2 separate regions of the Mus musculus genome follow, and region 1 is linked to region 2. The links are chromatin contacts, called in public Micro-C maps. All regions are on one chromosome and are shown on one strand. Each heading gives the region's core, a stretch centred on a gene start, on an enhancer-like site or on the middle of the called end of the contact. The rest is flanking DNA. Distances are from core to core; before and after follow the strand shown.

Region 1 (5,441 bases), core at 1,412-3,911, 4.6 Mb after region 2:
TTTCCCTTAATCTTCCATGTCTTAAAGAGTAAGAGAGCAACAAGGGCATGTTCTTCCCTGGATGAACATGAATCCTCTCCCTCCTCGGGACTCCTTGCCTCTGGAGTGGGAGTCTGAGCCCCTTCTTGAGTTTAGTCAATACCAGACGCAGGCATAACAGGACACTGGGGGGAAGATGGGGTGAGGGAGGGTCATCTAACCCCTGACCTCTGACCTTCCCTACCACTTTCTCTTTGATGTCAGATGGGTTTAGGAGAGAGTCCTGATGGCTGCTGAGTCCAGTTCCCACTGAGCGGCTCCCAGTCTCCCTGCTCAGATCGCCACAGGCACTCTCCTGGGATCCTCTAATGCCAGGAGAGGAGCAAGAGGCCAACTGTGTCCCCTCCTCCCACCAATGTCTCCGGGGAACAACTAATCCTACTCCCCCCCCCCCATAGAACCGCTTCCCCAAACCTCATTTTGAGAGGTGTGACACCTCTTCGTGACCATAAAGAGCCTATCTGATTGTGACCAATCCTGCCTCCCTGAGGGTTCCCAGGGACATACACATCCTTAGAGCAGAGAACAAGGCAGACACAGCTCACTGGCTCCCAAACTCTCCAGCCCTTGGCACATCCAATCACCTGAAAATCTCCATGCCCAACTCCAGAGCACAGGCCACTAAGCTCTTTGCAGCCATCCCTACAATCCAGGGGCCAAGCTTCCCTGAAACATATTCCTCCAGACCTTGCTCCTGGACAGACACTGGCCTCCAAGTGGGTAGAGGCTTCTCCTTTGCTCTCTTCTCCCCTCCCCTTACCCCTTTGCTGTCTATCTGGACATCCTTGACCATCCTGGAGGTAGTAAGGAATGAAAGGCAGAGCTAAGATATGGGTCAGGATTGTCTCCAGGAGTCGGGGACATCTTCTGGGGCTGTTCATCTCCCTCAAAGTGTAAGCTGCAAGAACACAAGCTGGTCTCTCTTATACCAAGAGAACTGGTGGGCTTTGGAGAGAGCCTGACTCCAATTCCTTCAGGCTTTGTAGTCCTGAGGCAATGGTTGGAGCAAAGAGGGGAGGGGGTGGACACTGAGAGGGCAGTAGCCACAGCACACTGGGTCCCTTCTTGCTCTAGTCCGTCCCCAAGGCAAAGAGCTACCCTAAACGTCTCCCTCAGAGCCTGGCCACCGTCCTAGTCAGTCCTGGGGCTCCCAAGGGATGAGAGCACGGGGCAAAAACCAATGAGCTGCCCTCCGAGCATCCAAGAGCTATCCACACCCTTCTCCTTCCTGGGGCAGAGAGGTCAGAGGGGTGGTGGTCACCTGGCTGAAGAATGAAGAATGAAAGAAAGGCTATGCAGGCTCCTGGCCCTGACTCTTCCTTTCACTCCTTCACAGGCCTCTGGCCCCATCCCTACCAAAGAAACACAACAAGAAAAGAGCAGGCCACTACACAGGGTCCCACTCAGCCGGGGCAAACCAGCCAAACGCCACGCAGAGTTCAATTTTTGAGAGAAAGGGGGTGGGGGGAAGGAACCGCAGAATTGTGAAAGAAATTTCCTTCCCAAAACCCAGGTCGTCCTCTCTCTCCTGCCTCCAGCAACCTGACTCAGAATTACCCTGGGCAGTTATGGAAGCCCAAGCCAGGAAAGGGTCTGTAGGCGCCCAGATGCAGATGAGGGTGGGAAAGGGGGGGATGTCTCGGAAATGCCCAAAATGGGGTTGGAGAAGGCGGCGGGAGGTGGGGGGGAGGAAAAGCAAAGAGGTAGGCGTCCATGACGGCCAGAACACGTCCGAAGTCTCCTCGGGAGAAGCCAGCTTCCAACTTGTTTACTTATTGGCATGTTTTGCTCTCTCCAAAGGGAAACAGTTTTTTTTTTAAAAAATCCCGATTGGTTCTCAAGCAGTCCCTATCTGTCACCTTCCCTCCAAGGCTAGGCTAAGCTTTGCCTCTGCCGCCGCTATCTGCCACCGCCTGTCAGGGAAACGAGACGCCTCTACTTTATTCCACTTGAGCGTGGCCAAACTGTTGCTATTTAGTGGGGGGCATAGAACCCAATTCGCACCCTCGAAACGAGCAGGCAGAGGGTGGGGGCGGGGACAGGAGCTGGGCCCGGGTGCACTCCGCCCGGAAGGGTCCTCTCCAGGGAGAGGTACCCACCAGCATCATCAAATCACGCCTGGCTAGGGCTGGAGTCACCTGAAACACGCAGCCCTACAGCATCTCCCGAGCCAGGGCGAGCCTGATGCGCACCCGGCGGGCTGCGAACAGAGGCGAGCTGGGGAGCGCAGGGCCAGTTCCCGGGCCGCGGGCGGGCAAGACGGAGACGCGAAGCTGGGGCGGGGGTGGGGGGCGGGCTGGGTAGCGGCCGCCTGACTTACATGGAAGTGATATTCCTTGAGATGTCCGTAATGTTGATGCTGGCGTTCCCATTGCTGTTCCCTGAATCCTGCCCTTCCAGGAGAGGGAAGAGGTTCCCATCGTCCGGCCGCCGGCAATTGATCTCAGTCTTGCTGCAGACACAATTTGCAGGGCAAGCCAGCACGGAGCCCACATAGTCCAGCCAGACGCTTCCCAGCAAGAAAATCCGCCAGAAACTACACTTGGCTGGGCAAAGAGAGACATCCATCTCCGATCGCTGCTTCTAAAAAAGAGGAGGAGGAGGAGAGGAGAGGGGGGTGGGGTGGGGGGAGTGGGGAGAGCAGGGGGGGAAGGAAACAAAGACAGCGAGGGAGGGGGGAAGGGGGAGGGGGGCCTCTGCCTTTGAAACGCCGAACGATCAGATGCAAAATCCTTCAGCGTCGGAAACCATCGCGGCCGCCGCCGCCACCGGGTGGGAGCCGCGGGGAGCGCCTAGTGGCGCGGTCTGCCGGGCATGGTGGCCGGCTCGGCGCTCGCCGGCTTGCGGGGTCCAGAAGCTCTGGAAACGAGGCGCGCTCTCCGACTCCGAGACTTTGCAGGGTTGTAACAACAGACGGTGGGAAGGCAAAAATAATAATAAAAAAAGAAAAAAAGATGGTGCTAAAGTCACCAAGTCCCACCTCCTAGGCAGAATTAAAACGGACACACCTGCAAAACACACTCGCACACACTCACATACACACGCGCGGAGCTGGAGGAAGGAGGAGAAGGAAGATGCAGTCAGAGCTGCAGCAGTCGCGGCGAATGGCTCGCTACGCGCCTGCAGAAATGTACAAGTGCTCCGAGCCTTACGAAACGCACGGGTTATCGGAGCGTCTTCCTCGGTTCCCTCCCTCCCTCCTCCCCTCCCTCCTCGCGGCCTCCTCCCCCCCCCCCGCCCCCCGCCCGGGCTGGGAGAGGCAGGAGAGCGGAATCTCCCCCTCCCTCCCCTCCCCACACCCCTCTCTCTCCCCGCCCGTCCTCTCCCTCCTGCTTCCCCACCCACCCACCCACTCGCCGGCTCTCGGCTCTCGCCGGTACCGCCACCCGCAGCCGCGCCGCTGCCCGCCCGCTCCACGCCCGCGCCCGCTCGCTGCAGCCGAGGGGAAAACGAGACGGAAAGGAAAAGTTGCAGTTGGGATTCCGAGGGTCGGCGTTGGGGAGGGAGAGTTGGCAAGCTGACTGAGCAACACGAAAGGCGTTCTCCCTTCCACTTTTTGGCCCTCGTGCTGCCCGGTTTTGCTGCAATCTCCTCCGCAGGAGGAAGCGAAATGAGCGTGGCCCAGGTGACCCGGGATGCTCCCCAGCCTGAGTGAGGGTCTCGGGCTCACGGACAGTGACGGGAATCAGGAGCGCACAGGAACCCGAGCGAGGCAGCCAGGGACGCCGGCCGCAGACGTGCAGACCTAGATCTGAATGACACTCATTTGGGTAATCAAGAGTCCCGGGAGCTGGGCTCAGCTTGGGAGGGGACTGCGTGGCATGGCACACTGAGTGCCCCTGAGCCTATTGCTCCTTCTTGGCGGTGCGTTATGGGTTCCGCCTTGGACAAACAGGGACCAGAGAAGGAGAGAAAGAGGGAAGGAGCGCCTGCAGGACTGCGCTGGAGAACCGAGGTGGCCCAGGGCGAGCGATTCATGCGAAAGAAGCGGCCAGGAAATTGAGATGCGAAGGGCATTTTTTGGCAAGCACCACGCCAGCACCGTCGGAGGCCAGCTTCTTGGGCTCAGCCCTCGGGTGCGCCGAGCTGGCAGCCTGGTGAGGGGGTGGGCGGACTGCTCTCTCCGGATGATTTGGGGGGCACAGAACCTCCTCTTTCCCTCCCCCACAAACACCCCTTCCTGGTAGGGGCTCAAAACAGGTGCAGCCTTCGAGGCAAGTTTAGACCTGATGGGGAGAGAAGTATAGCCCCCGCTTTTTGCCTTGATAGGATTGTTTTAAAAATAAAATGCAAATGTAAATATGCCAAATGCGAGCTATTTCCTGAGAAAGCCTGAGATTTTGCTGTGGGAAAGGAGAAGAAAGGGTTAGGGGAATCCGAGCAGGCAGACACACTACAGCATTCACACGCAGAAGAAAGCAGCGCTCTCCTCCCCGAGCTTGGGTGAGGGCAGGCAAGGAAGCAAAATACATTGAATTCAACAGCATCCAGGATCTGAAAGGATTCTCCCCCGCCCCCCTGTGGATTCCAATGCAGGTCATGCAACTTGCAGGCAAGATGGGGGGAAGGGGTATTGCGGTGCCACCAGCCTGCCCCTAGTGCCACCGACAGACAGACCCGATGGCTTGCAGTAACACTTTTTGCTGGGAGTAAACTTGGGTGAAAGGAGGAAAAGAAAAGAGCATGCCTATAAAAGGCATTTTCCCCGACTTCTCATTACACTCTGCCTTCCTTTTGCCCCAGTGAGACTTTTACACCCTGTCGCCATGATGGCCTTGTCCCCAGAATGGCATTTTGCCCTCCCGCCAGCAGGAGGGGACAGAGTGGAGACAGCCTTAGACTCTCAAACCAGAACCTACTGGCTTCAGGCCAGTCCCTGATGTCCTTGTCCATTGGGAATCTCCCTGACACTTCAAGTGCCATCCTGAGTGACTTTAGGGTTCTCTGAGAGGCAGGGAGAGTAAGGTGTAGCCAGGACACTGGAACTTGGCCTCTCTTGAGAGATAGCAGAGGAGAAATAGGAAGCATTTCCCAGACTACCCCAGGGAGACAGAATAGCTGACTGCCTGAGGGGATTTAGTAGAGCTCCAACAAGGAGAAAGCATAGTTGTGTCTTAAAGGGTGCCCCGCCCATTTTTAAGGACAAGGACGATTTTTATTACTGCCTGCAAAGAAAGGATGCTATCCATAAGTCGGGTTTCAAAGCAAAACTTTGGAAACCTCTTCAGAGAGTGAAAATTCAGGCTGTGAAGCAAGGGACTCTGATTGGACAAAAGGTCTTTCATTCTTGACCGTGGATAGGATGAAGGTAAGGTGCTAGGAGCTCTGAGCCCACTTAGAAAGTAAAGCTTAAAAATGAAGAAGGCTCTTTTTTTTTAATGCAAGTGGAAAGAGCAGAGTTC
Region 2 (5,153 bases), core at 625-3,124:
TGTCAAAGTCATCTAGTGACCCGGGAGCGCTTTAGTCCATATCTCAGAATGTGACTGCACCAATTTCTGTTCCGACCACACACCAGGAGAGAAGCTATGGGAAAGCAGTTCGTTTCTGTCTCTGCCGAGAAGCTGGCGGCACAGAGTGTATTAACTGAACATTAAGTGAAAGTTTTCGGAGTTCTTGGGGAAACCGAGGACGAGAGGAATGAAGCAGAGAGGGACTCTTGAAACATAGTGGAGTCCATAGAATGGTTTGTGGGGTTACAGAAAGGGACAGTGAGTGGGAGAGAGAAAGCAAAGGGTAGGAAGAGGCACCTGCTATTAGGTTAGGGTCCCTAGGGCCTCAGCATCTTGGATTCTGGACTCTCTCTGTTTTGGAGGGATCTGAAGGCAGGACCCATCCATTCTCTGTTCTTATATCCTTACGAACGAAGTTGGACAAAGGAGGGGCGCACGCAGCACAGGACGCTTGTTTGATTGAGCTTGGCTCCTCACTAATCCCACAGAGAATCAAATCCGCCTCCTGTGCTCTCAGGGACCTCACCCTTTTACTGAAGGCCACCTCAGAGCCTTGCTGCCTTCCTACATGTTCCACCACGGTTTGGAGGCTCCGGACATGGGTCGGGCTCCGCGTGCAGAAGACTGTAGGATCGGGAGCCAGCTTCAGCCCACGGGACACCCTGATTGATGAGCCCAGCTCAGTTAGACAGCTCATTCCAAGAAGTCCCGAACCAGGCACAGCTGGAGGTGTGGTCCCGCCTACCTCTGAAGAGATAGGGACAAGCTGAGATCGCGCGCTCCTGGGGACCCCGAAGCCCACCGGGCGGCGTTGGAGACTTTCCGACAACCTCCCCGGGTCTTGGCGCCGGCTGTGAGCGCTCAGCAACCTGGGGTTGCCTGGGGCCGTCGCAGGGTTGTCAGAGCACCCAAAGCCAGGGGAGAGCCCTGGTCTCCAGCACCGCGCGCCACACCTTTAGCGGTGCTACCCCCCACGCCCGGATCCTGGGCTGGCCGGCGGGAGGCGTGGGTGCGTACCGGTGTGTTCAGGGCACATTCCCCTTCCCAGGAGTCGGTACGGAGCCCTTCCCACTCATCTCCCGCCAGGGGATTCCCCTCCCCCAGCTCAGAGATCCCCCGCGCGCCCCCTGCCCACTTTGCCAAGGCGAGAAAACGGCCGAGCCGGAGACAAAGAAACTCCTGCCTGCCTCCACTCTCCGTCCTTCTACCCGCCCGAGACACTCCCCGGCGCCCTCCCTCGACCCCGGCGACACCGCGCGCGCACACGCCGGGGGAAGGGACTAGGGGACAGGGAGCAGGGTGGGTGAGTCCGCTTTCCCCACGCCGCGCGGCTACAGCTGCCCGTGCACCCCGCCCGGGGACGCCCCTCGGCAGCCGCGCCCCCATCATCCACTCCCTAAAGCGTCCCGGGCCCCTGACACTGCCACCCCCAGCCCAAACCGCCGGCACTATCCCTCCAGCTGAGCGACAGGGGGGCGCGGCGCACACAAAGCGGATGGGGAGTAAGGAGCCCAGGGGAAGAAGAGATCCCGCCGGGGATGGGGCACGGGCTCAGGGAGGCTATTTACCCGATTTCTTCTTCGATCTCTGAGATGTCTGCGAAGATGAGGAAGACCACGAGCAGCGTAAGCGCGGCCAGCATCCAGCTCCGGAACTGCAGCTGCATGGTGGGGTCGGTGCCCTCCGGGACCCGCGCGCGGGCCGGGGCGAGGAGCTGGGGCTGAAGGAGCCTCCGCGCTCCACGCGCAGCAGGGCACACACCCTGCGCTCCGGGCGAGTCCTGGCCGGCGGCGGCCAAGGCGACAGCAGCAGCAACAGACAAGGGTTGCTCTGGCGCGGCGAGCCCGCTCGCTCTCTCTCCGCTCCTGCCCGCCCCTCCCCTCCCCTCCCTCCTTCTCCCCCCCCCCTTTCCCCCCCGCCCCGCACTGGGCTCCAGGCGCAGTTTGACAGCTTTGCTCCGCGCCTTGCCTGGTCTCCTCCCACTAACTCTAGCGGCCACCCACCCGCCTTTGCTTTTCCTGCCCGAGAGGGCTCAGGGAGCTTGCCACTCCCGGCCTAGGAAGGCTGGGCTCCGGCCATCGAAAGCGACCCGGAGACTGAGCTGAGCCAGACAACTCGGAGCACCCGGGGCTGCTTGGCAAACGCCTAGCGTCGCTCGCTCTTTGTCCAGCGCCCTCGCTTCCTCTCAAAGTTTTCCCGACACAAAGACTAGCACCTTGGGGACGGTCTCCGGCGCGCTGCGAGGAGGCGGTATCCTCTGGGCTACGCTTCAGCAGTTGACGAATTGAAAGGGGAAGTGGAAGAGAGGAGGGGAGAAGAAATGGGCAAGAGGGGCCAACTTCACCAGCGATGTTCATGGCAATTGGTGGGCGAGGTGCTCAGCCTGCACAACACCACCTTCTCTATGGGCGGTCATCTCTGTCCATTTATAGACCCAAGCCCGGGAGCATGGAACTCTCGAGTTGTTTGAGGTCATGGCTAGAACCCAGGGATCCCCGTAGTACCTGCTCTACTTCCAAGAGCAGGCATAGTACCCACATTGTGGCTGGTACTGTACGTGCTTCATCCCCTTAGCTCGTGCTCTTTTCTGGTCTAATCAATAAACCCCTGGAGTCCTATCATGATCAAAAGGCCTTCTAGAAAAATACACTTCCCACAAAGGGAGATGCTCCTCCCCCCCACCCCATACCGAACGATTTCCCTGCTTCAGACCCTTTTAGCTCACTTTACCGTTACCTTTTGCCCTGCTGCGTCAAGAGGGAAGAACCCATTCATTAAGTTTTACTAGAACTAGATTACAACACACACACACACTGGATGTAACTTTTCAGAAGAAGCCAGATCGTCCTTTGGTTAGTGAAGGGTCCTAGAGGTTGCTTGTCAGAGGCGTTGAGAATGTCAATGCAGTGCCCTACTGTTTGGGAAGCACCTGTAGATAAACAGAGATGCCCAGTCGGTTGTCCTCCAGAACAACTCCAAGGAGGAGCTAGTAGTTCCCTTAGTGTAGTTCCCGTGTCTCTCCCAGGCCAAGGTGTGAAGGTCTAGGGAGCTCCCCACACTTCTTCATTGAGGAACAGGCTAAAGGGAGTGGTCTCTGCAGGAGGCCTGCTGGGTTTTGTTGCTGTTTTTATTTTTATTGTTGTTGTTGTTGGTGGTGGTACTGGTGGTAGTGGTGTGATTCAGGACAAGCTCTCACCTGCAGGGAGAGCCTCTATGCCCTGCCTGCTGACAGGATACGGAAACAGCGTGGTAAGGTGGGGGACAAGTTCTTCAGGGGTCTCCTCTGAGTGCCAGCAGCAGTTGTCTTTTTCCCAGAGGAGGGATGCGCCCCTTCCAGGGTGTTTCATTGCTTCCCCCCCCCCACCCTTGCACATCAGTTCCTTCCCTTTCAAGGAGTACCCAAGAGTAGCACACTTTCCCCCTTGGGGGTGACTTTCAGAGGCTGAGCACCTTGTTGAAAGTCACTCTTTCTTTTCAGTACAAGTAGGGAGATGTCTAAAGAGGGCATCTCAGAGCTGAGGAGGTGGCTCAGTCTGTCAAGGGCTTGGTGCACATGAAAGCATGAGGACTTGAGTTTGGAATTCTCGAACCAAGTTCAAAGCTGGGTAATGTGCATCTCTAACTGCAGTGCCCAAGGGCAGGGCAGAGACAGGCAGGTCCCTGGGGCTTGCTGGCCTGCCAGTATAGCTGAATTGGCAAGCTCCAGGTTCAGTGAGAGACTGTCTCAAAAAATAAGATGTAACATTGCTGAGGAAGGCAGCCAACATTAACCTCTGGGCTCTGTACACACATACCTGCATGTGTGTGTGCAATTATAATACATTGTACACACTCCACATGAACATGATCAACAACTGCAACAACCACACACACACACACACACACACACACACACACACACACACACACACACACACACTGAAGGGTCTCCAGCTGGCCAAACATAACAAATGTGGTTCTGGCAGGCCTTGATCTTTCCATCCCCTTTACCTTGCAAAAAACCTAAAACCAAACCAAACCAAACCAAACCAAAAACATCAGGTTACATTCTTAAAACTGACCACCAAGGTTTATTCCTTCCTCCTGAGGCTGACTACCAAGGTCTAGGTATTAAAAGCCCTCTTTTTAGCTGCCAGAATTAACATACCCAATCAAAATTAGACACCTCATCCTAACATGGGGTTTTCCCCTTTACCTTTATAAACCACCATTTGCTATGGGCCACGTCTGTCTCCTCTCTATCCAGAGGCTGGGACAAATAGCCCTTCCCCTTCTCCCTCATCTTCTATCTCCTGTCTTTATCTCTTATTCTGTGCCCTTTGTTCTTCTGGGACAAATAAATCTTTGTGCTGAGAATGTGGTCGTGCAGTGTGTTGTGCTGACACTAGCACACACCACACACACACATATACACCACACACCATATACACACACCACACATACACACACATACACACCACACACACATACACCACACATACACACCACACATATACACACCACACACTTGCCACATACACACATACCACACAAACCACACATACACACTATACACACACATACACACACACACACACATACCACACAAACCACACATACACACCACACACACATACACACCACACACACATACACACCACACACACATACACACCACACACACATACACACACACACACACATACCACACAAACCACACATACACACCACACACACATACACACCACACACACATACCACACACACCACACACCCACACCTTTCTATCAGTGTGACCGATTAGGTGGTCTAGTTCATCCTGTGCCCACATTTTCTAAGTGCCTTTCTCTCTGTCTGACTTGATGCATCATGTAGGAGGCGTTGTACTTGGTGAGATTTTGTTTTGCTTTTCTCCATTCACTTCATTCATTCAGCACTGTTTATTGAGCAGTTATCTTGTGCCAGGTTCCATGCTAGAGGCTAGAGATAACAAGAGCCAAGTCATTTCCTGCCCTCTAGTGGCCCTCTTTTCAGAAGGAAGGCAGACTTGCCAATGTCTGATTATGACAAAGGGCGTGAGCTACAGTGGAGCTGTGTCTCCTACTTATAACTGATTAATAGGACCACTCCAAGGAACAAGAGGAAACCACCCT

What was found. A called contact is a pair of places that touch in the nucleus more often than the background predicts.
Region 1: a contact with region 2 is called in a Micro-C map of embryonic stem cells, with 8 times the contacts expected there. The contact joins the promoter of Ntrk3 here to the promoter of St8sia2 in region 2. A contact is called at or near these places in 1 of 39 promoter capture datasets (embryonic stem cells) and 1 of 484 Hi-C or Micro-C datasets (embryonic stem cells).

The regions. Positions count from the first base shown.
Region 1 is chr7:78,575,177-78,580,617 of GRCm38.p6, forward strand. Ntrk3 (neurotrophic tyrosine kinase, receptor, type 3) reads right to left here and starts at 2,662. Exons shown (of 17, transcript NM_008746.5): 1 at 2,360-2,662. The coding sequence starts at 2,607.
Region 2 is chr7:74,011,808-74,016,960 of GRCm38.p6, forward strand. St8sia2 (ST8 alpha-N-acetyl-neuraminide alpha-2,8-sialyltransferase 2) reads right to left here and starts at 1,875. Exons shown (of 6, transcript NM_009181.2): 1 at 1,590-1,875. The coding sequence starts at 1,687.